2 separate regions of the Macaca mulatta genome follow, and region 2 is linked to region 1. Evidence: chromatin contacts called from public Hi-C data. All regions are on one chromosome and are shown on one strand. Each heading gives the region's core, a stretch centred on a gene start, on an enhancer-like site or on the middle of the called end of the contact. The rest is flanking DNA. Distances are from core to core; before and after follow the strand shown.

Region 1 (3,211 bases), core at 518-3,017:
TCCAGCAAAGCCATGAGTCGGTGGTCTTCTCCGGAAGTGCATGGCCCCTCCAAACTCCCACACTGACCACACTTCCTCCTGCCCCCTAAGCTGGCCAGGACCCGGGGCCAGGAGACCGCCGCTTGCCGAGGCAGAGGGGCCGAAGGAGCAGGGTCCAACCGGGGCCTCTGCAGGGCTCCTTCGACACTTTGTCAAGCGTTCCTCGACGAGGAAAGGGAGTAAACTGAGTCACTAAGCTAATTGGGCCCTGGAGGCGGGGTCATCGAGCTGCCCAGAGCTGAGCCAACAAACCCCAAGGAGGACACTCCCCCAGCGCCCCTTCCCCCTGGACCCCGCAGCGCACTCACGTCGGCTGGGCGGGCCTCAGGGAGCCCATGGGCTGGGTGGGCGGAGCCGGCGGTGGCAGCAGGTTAGGCCCCTACCATCGCCCTGGGCGGGGTTTCCAGGGGCGAGGCCGGAGAGGCTGCGCGGAACCGGAGCTGGCAAATGGAGCAAAGAGGGACAGGGACGCTAAGGAGTGCTGTCACCGATACCCAAAGCAGCCGTGTCTGGGCGGGGCGAGGAGGAGCCTGAATGCCTCTGCTGGGGACCTCGGGGGGCATTGGGACGAGGCCCAGAGCAGAAGGCCGGGACCCGGAGCCGCGACGGCTGCGTCTGAAGGGGCACTGGCGGGTCGTGAGTGGAGCCCAAGGAGAGTGGGACCGCCCCTGCTCCGCCCTCCCCCTGCCCCCCTCCACCCCCCCCCCCCCGATTGCTGTCTCGGAGTCCCTGCGTCCCTCCCGTGCGCGGCTCTGGGAATGCCGGGCTGGGGCTGGTTGTCTCGTGCGGGCGTTCCCGTTCCCGGGGAGGTCATTTGCACCCTGAATCACCCACTGCGAGCCCTTCCAACAGGATTGCAGACCCGCCCGCTCCGGGCCCACCTCCTCCCTCACCAGGGCCTTTCCCGAGGCATCCCGGCCAGGCCTGGAAAAACTCCGAGCGGGATTCCCAGCACAGGGACGCCCACTGGAGCTCCGTGTCTCGGGCTGGATAAGAAGGGGACCCGGCCTCGGTTCCTTCCCCGACCCTGGGGAAACACAGAGAAGGGGAGGGATTGGGGGAGCAGGGAGGATCCCTGGAGCGCGAGAGCGCACCAGGAGCCAGGAGGTCCCCTGCATCCACTGCCCAAGCTACAGCGGCGTCAACGCCTGGGTCGGCGCTGGGAGCCTGGGCCTGCTCTCCTCCCGCCCCCAGATGGAGGGCAGCCCTTCGCCTACCTTCTCCTCCCCGTGGGATGCGGCCCGCGCAGCTCCCGCCCCAGCACGGAGACAAGGGGAGCAGGCGCGCGGAGCTACCGGGTGCGGACCCGCCACCTGCCGCACCCTTCCCTCCCCCACCCTGCCCCTTTCCCTACCCCCACCCCACCTCCCACCCCAAATCCCGCTCGGCGCCCCACTCCTGACCCTGCTTGCCCGGGCACCTCGGGGCGTCCGCTCGCCGGCCTCGCCTCCACTTGCCCCGGCAGGCGCGCGTGGGCTCGGCGTCCCGCGCTCCCTCCTCGACCGTGCGACTCCCGCGCTGCCGGGTTTCCTGTTCAACAATATAACCAGGGAGGCACCGGCGGAGAGCGCCCGGCAGAACTTCCTCCCGGACTGGGGCTGGGCTGTGGTTGCGAGAGACAATCCCCGGTGTCCTGGCTTCCTGTCCCCTCTGGGCCGGGCCAGCGCCTGACGAGCAAAGACGCCATCCCCTCCCCTGCACTTCCCGGGATCCTGGGCCACACCTGGCTGTCTCCAGGGAGGAAGAGGCCGCGGGGCTGAGACGGTGGGACTGGGGAGGGCGGGAGCCTCCCCCGTAGCTTCTCCTGGCCAGATTGCCCTCCCACCATCCCCCACCCCCTCTTGATCCTTGTGGGTTAGGGGGGCCACCCTCCAATCCGTCCACAGGGTAAGCTCAGAACCACCTCCAGGAGTCCAGCCCCAGGGTCCTCGCCTTGGGGGTTTTCTGTTTGGGAATTTTCTGCCTCTCTGGACAAGCAGCCTCGCCCTGATCTGAGCCTGCACTTACTCCAGACGTTACAAGCCACAGCCCCAGCAGATCCCCCACCCTCAGGGGCCCCAAGGAACAGTTGTGCCTGTGGACCTGGCTGTGTGTGCCAGGAGCTGGCTGATTCAGGCCAGTGTTCTGGGAGGAAGAGGGGCCCGCACCCCAGGCCATGGCCCCTCTTGACACCACCTCCTGGGGGTCCAGGGTTGGGTGGGAAGCTGAATCTGGCCAGGCTCATTCTGGAACTCCCTTACCTCTGTATCTTTGCCCCTGCTAGGCATTGTCCACCCGTGAGTCCCCACTTCCTCTGAGAATCTCAGTGTGTCTGAGGCTTGGTGGCACCTTGGGACCCTCCAGGGTAGGCACACAGCAGAACTTGGCATTGGTCTTTGGTGCCTGACATGCTTAGAAAATATCTTCTCTCCCTCCCTACCTTTTAGGTGCCTCCCCACCTGCAGCACAGCCAGGCAGCGCTGGCACTGGCGATGGTCTTTGGTGGGGTCAGGCTGGTATGATGCCCCACTCTGCTGCTTGGCGGCTGGTAGGCCTTGGGAGCTCTGCCTTATCTCGGTAGCTCAGTTTTCTTTCCTATCAACGGGATAGTAACACCCACTTCGCTGGATTATTGCGAGGATTAAATGAGGTCCACTAAGCAGTGCTTACCACATGCCCAGCGCACACAATATATCAGCTATTTTTGTTTGTTTGTTTTTGTTTTTGTTTTTTGAGACGGAGTCTCGCTCTGTCGCCCAGGCTGGAGTGCAGTGGCGCGATCTCAGCTCACTGCAAGCTCCGCCTCCTGGGTTCCCGCCATTCTCCTGCCTCAGCCTCCCGAGTAGCTGGGACTACAGGCGCCCGCCACCGCGCCCGGCTAATTTTTTGTATTTTTAGTAGAGACAGGGTTTCACCGTGGTCTCGATCTCCTGACCTTGTGATCCGCCCGCCTCGGCCTCTCAAAGTGCTGGGATTACAGGCGTGAGCCACCGCGCCCGGCCAGCTATTTTTTTTTTTAAGACGGAGTCTCACTGTCGTCCAGGCTGGAGTGCAGCAGCGCGATCTCCGCTCACTGCAACCTCCGCCTCCGGGTTCAAGTGGTTCTCCTGCCTCAGCTTCCTCAGTAGCTGAGATTACAGGCATGCACCATCATGCCCAGCTAATTTTTGTATTTTTGTAGAGACGGGGTTTC
Region 2 (3,211 bases), core at 468-2,967, 60 kb after region 1:
GAAACTATAAACGCTGAGCATGAGACTTGGGTGCCTCTGGAACGTCCTTCTCCCTCAGCTACTCTGAGATAACGTGGTTCCTGTGTTCATGGAACCCAAGTGGCCAAAAGTCAATGATCCAGCACTTGCAAGAAAAGAAAGCGATTCAAGAGCCTCTGTACCCACCTAGACCTCAGCCTCCCCAGGATCTACTCACCTATACTCTTCACAACAGGTAACACTGCCTCTGGCACCCATCATATCCCCTGAATTCAGCATCAGGATTGATCTGCCATCAGCTCTGGCAGGGAGAGGCCCTTACAAGTTCCTTACAGGAAAAGGAACATGAACAATGTTCTGTGACCACAGCCAACACCACGCAGAACTTCCCAGAGGCTCTCCAGGGCCAGAACACCAGCCAGAAGGAAGTGACAGCTTCCATCATTCTGTGCTAAGTGAGCTGAGTAAGTGGCCATCTCTCACCTTCCAGATATTTGAATGATACCTACCATTCCAGCAGCCAGCACAAGTCATTTAATATAAATGCCAGAAACACAGTCCCTGAGGACAGGTACAGGAGACCAGATGCCAGGAAAAACCCTGGCCCCACCCAAGAGTTGGGGAGAGCCCACTGTTCCTCCACCCTTATTTACCACCTGAGCCCCTACACCCGCCAATCATGCTGCTCAGTCTCTAACTGAGGGTCTGAGTGAGCACCTACATTTGGCTGTTGAGGGGCAGCTGGTGGAGTTGGCAGGAGACTCTGCACTAAAGTTCTCAGGTTGAATGGGAGTTGGGTCCAGGGAAGGAATGGACGCAGAGTTGGGGTGAAGAGTTGCGGTCGGTCAGCGGGGGTGAAAGGACATGGAGATGCCATTTTTAACAAGATTGGGTGAGGGTGGTAGGAAAGGAGGCAGCAAGAGTTAGGGATAGTTTGGCAAAGACTTAGGGATGGGGTGTCCTCAGTACGGCAGGAGACGCAAAGGAAGGTATACAGAGGGCTAGGAGACTAAGGACGAGAAGACACAGTTAAGACTTGGAATAAGGCTGAGATCGGAGTTATCCAGAAGAAAGCGGTGAGCTCAACAGGGCACTTACTTTGGGGGTGGGTCTTAGATGAGAAGGCAGAGGTAGAGTGTTTGGGATGAGCAGATCTTGGGGAGCTGGACAGGGGATGGGGGTGACTGGGATAAGAAAGCTGAGCCAGAGAAGGGGAAACCTGAATGGTGGGTCTTGGGGACGTGAGCGAGGAGCATCGTGATTACCAGAGGGGTCGGGAGAGACGATGAGATGTGTCAGGGCGGGGCGAAGAGACGTGGCCGAGATCGGGGTTGGAACTAAGGTAAAGTGGGGTCACGAGTGAAGCTGCATTTAAGCAAGACCGCCGGTGAGGGAATGCGGGCGCGGGTTGGGGGCTGGACAGACGTGGGGCACGGGGCCACAGCGGCGGTGCAGGGGGAAGGCTGGGTGGGAGCGGGGCGGGCGCAGGCTGGGCAGAGCTGAGGGCTCTGAAGCCGGGCAGTCTCAGGGTAACCAGGCGCTGGGGATCGCGGAGGGAGCAGGAGGCCCACCGCCCGTTCGCGCCTCGGCCCCGCCGCCCCTCCGCCGCCCTCCTCGCATCTTGACCCCCTAACTCACCAAGCGGAGCGAGGAGCGAGGCTGGGGGCGCTCCCGGCCGCGGCAGCTCCTCAGCACTCGGAGCAGACGATGCGGCCTCTCGGCCACTGACAACAGGAAGCGGCGCCCGCGGCCCCTGACGCCATCACGTTGGCTCGGCGCTCCGGCCCTGCCCCCGGCCCGCCGTGCCAATCGCGCGGCCCGAAGGAGCCTTGGGGCGGGGCCAGCTGCTCCCGGAAGTCCCTGGGAGCTGAGCCCCAGGGCAGATGCGAGGTGTAGGAGGCTGGGGAACCGGGAGCGCCTGCGGGGCGCAAATAGGCCAAGGCACCGGTGTCGGGGGAACGCGTCGGTTACCGCCCGCCTCCCGCAGGTCTACGTCAAACTAGATCCTGGCTTCTGGGTTCCTGACCTCGTTTGGCCTCAGAACCATCTATGCAACTTTGGGGCTGTCACTTCGCCTCCCTCAGTTGAAGAGTTCCCACTTGTGAGTGGGACTAACAACGCCTGCCCTATCTTTGCCTCCCCGAGGGCAGCAGTGCAGCCCCTGGGGCGGAGCCGGGACCCAAACTGGAGCCTCCGCCTTTCGCTTCAGGATAAACATAGCTGTTTTGACCATGCCTTATCCCAAGGGAACGCCTTGAGGTCCCCTTGGGCACTCTCCCGTGTGTAACTCGCCCATTAGCACCGCCTGGCACGAAGCTTAGGGGCCCGGTTATTCTCTTCTAGCCATGTAGAGGATTTCTTTGTTCCTTTCTGTTTTTGTCTTTGAGACAGGGTCTCACTGTGTCGCCCAGACTGGAGTGCTGTGGCGGCTGACTACCTCCCACGTCAGCCTCCAAGTAGCTGGGACTACACGCGTGCACCACCACGCCCAGCTAATTTTTTCATTTTTAAAAATTTATTTATTTTGTAGAGACGGGGTCTCACTGTGTTGCCTAGCCTGGTCTCCAACTCCTGGCCTCAGGCGATCCTCGTGACTCGGCCTCCCAAAGCGCTGGGATTACAGGCATGAACCACCACACCTGGCCTGTATGTCTCCTTTCTAACACAAAAGTGACATTGCTCTTTCAGATGAACTCGGGACAAAATGTCATCAGTGGTGACCACAGCTAGTGAAGAGCAGGGCAGGGAGTGTTGGCAGGGACCCATGCTCTGGACACTTTATCCTTGCAGGCTTTGGTCAATTGGGAGCCTAGGGCCTGAGTGTGGATGAGGAGAGGTGCTGCTACATGCCAGTCCTAAGTGGGCACAGGGGTTGGCTGGGGAATGGACCAGTTCTTGGAAGCAAGCTTCACTGCCCTCGGCCTGGGCGTCCTGTGCTCTTTTGGCTTCTCTGGGTAGGAAGGTGTCCCTCCTATCTCTGCAAAGGTCAGAGTCCTGCTGTCTGCTTTCAAGTATAAAACCAGCACTTGGGAGTGTGACTCCGGACTGTATGAGGGCCACCCTTTCAGTAATTCTCCAGGAGTGAGAACCTCCCCTTCTCAATTTTAGACTAGATGGGTCTGAGTGTGTTTAGTGCGGTTAATGGTTGAGCAGGAAGATTAGAAATAAGGACATAGACACAAACTACTCTCTTGGTATTAAACTCATTTTAAACAAAGTGGAAAGTAAGGGA

Evidence for each region. A called contact is a pair of places that touch in the nucleus more often than the background predicts.
Region 2: a Hi-C map of CD4 T cells shows a contact between it and region 1, with 2.2 times the contacts expected there. The contact joins the promoter of PLEKHM1 here to the promoter of ARHGAP27 in region 1. A contact is called at or near these places in 2 of 14 Hi-C or Micro-C datasets (CD4 T cells and cortical neurons).

What each region holds. Positions count from the first base shown.
Region 1 is chr16:69,805,580-69,808,790 of T2T-MMU8v2.0, forward strand. It overlaps ARHGAP27 (Rho GTPase activating protein 27), which reads right to left and starts at 1,768. Exons shown (of 19, transcript XM_077972125.1): 1 at 1,460-1,768; 2 at 348-479.
Region 2 is chr16:69,865,271-69,868,481 of T2T-MMU8v2.0, forward strand. PLEKHM1 (pleckstrin homology and RUN domain containing M1) reads right to left here and starts at 1,718. Exons shown (of 13, transcript XR_013406967.1): 1 at 1,618-1,718. LOC144335797 (a long non-coding RNA gene) reads left to right here. Exons shown (of 2, transcript XR_013406977.1): 2 at 1-1,715.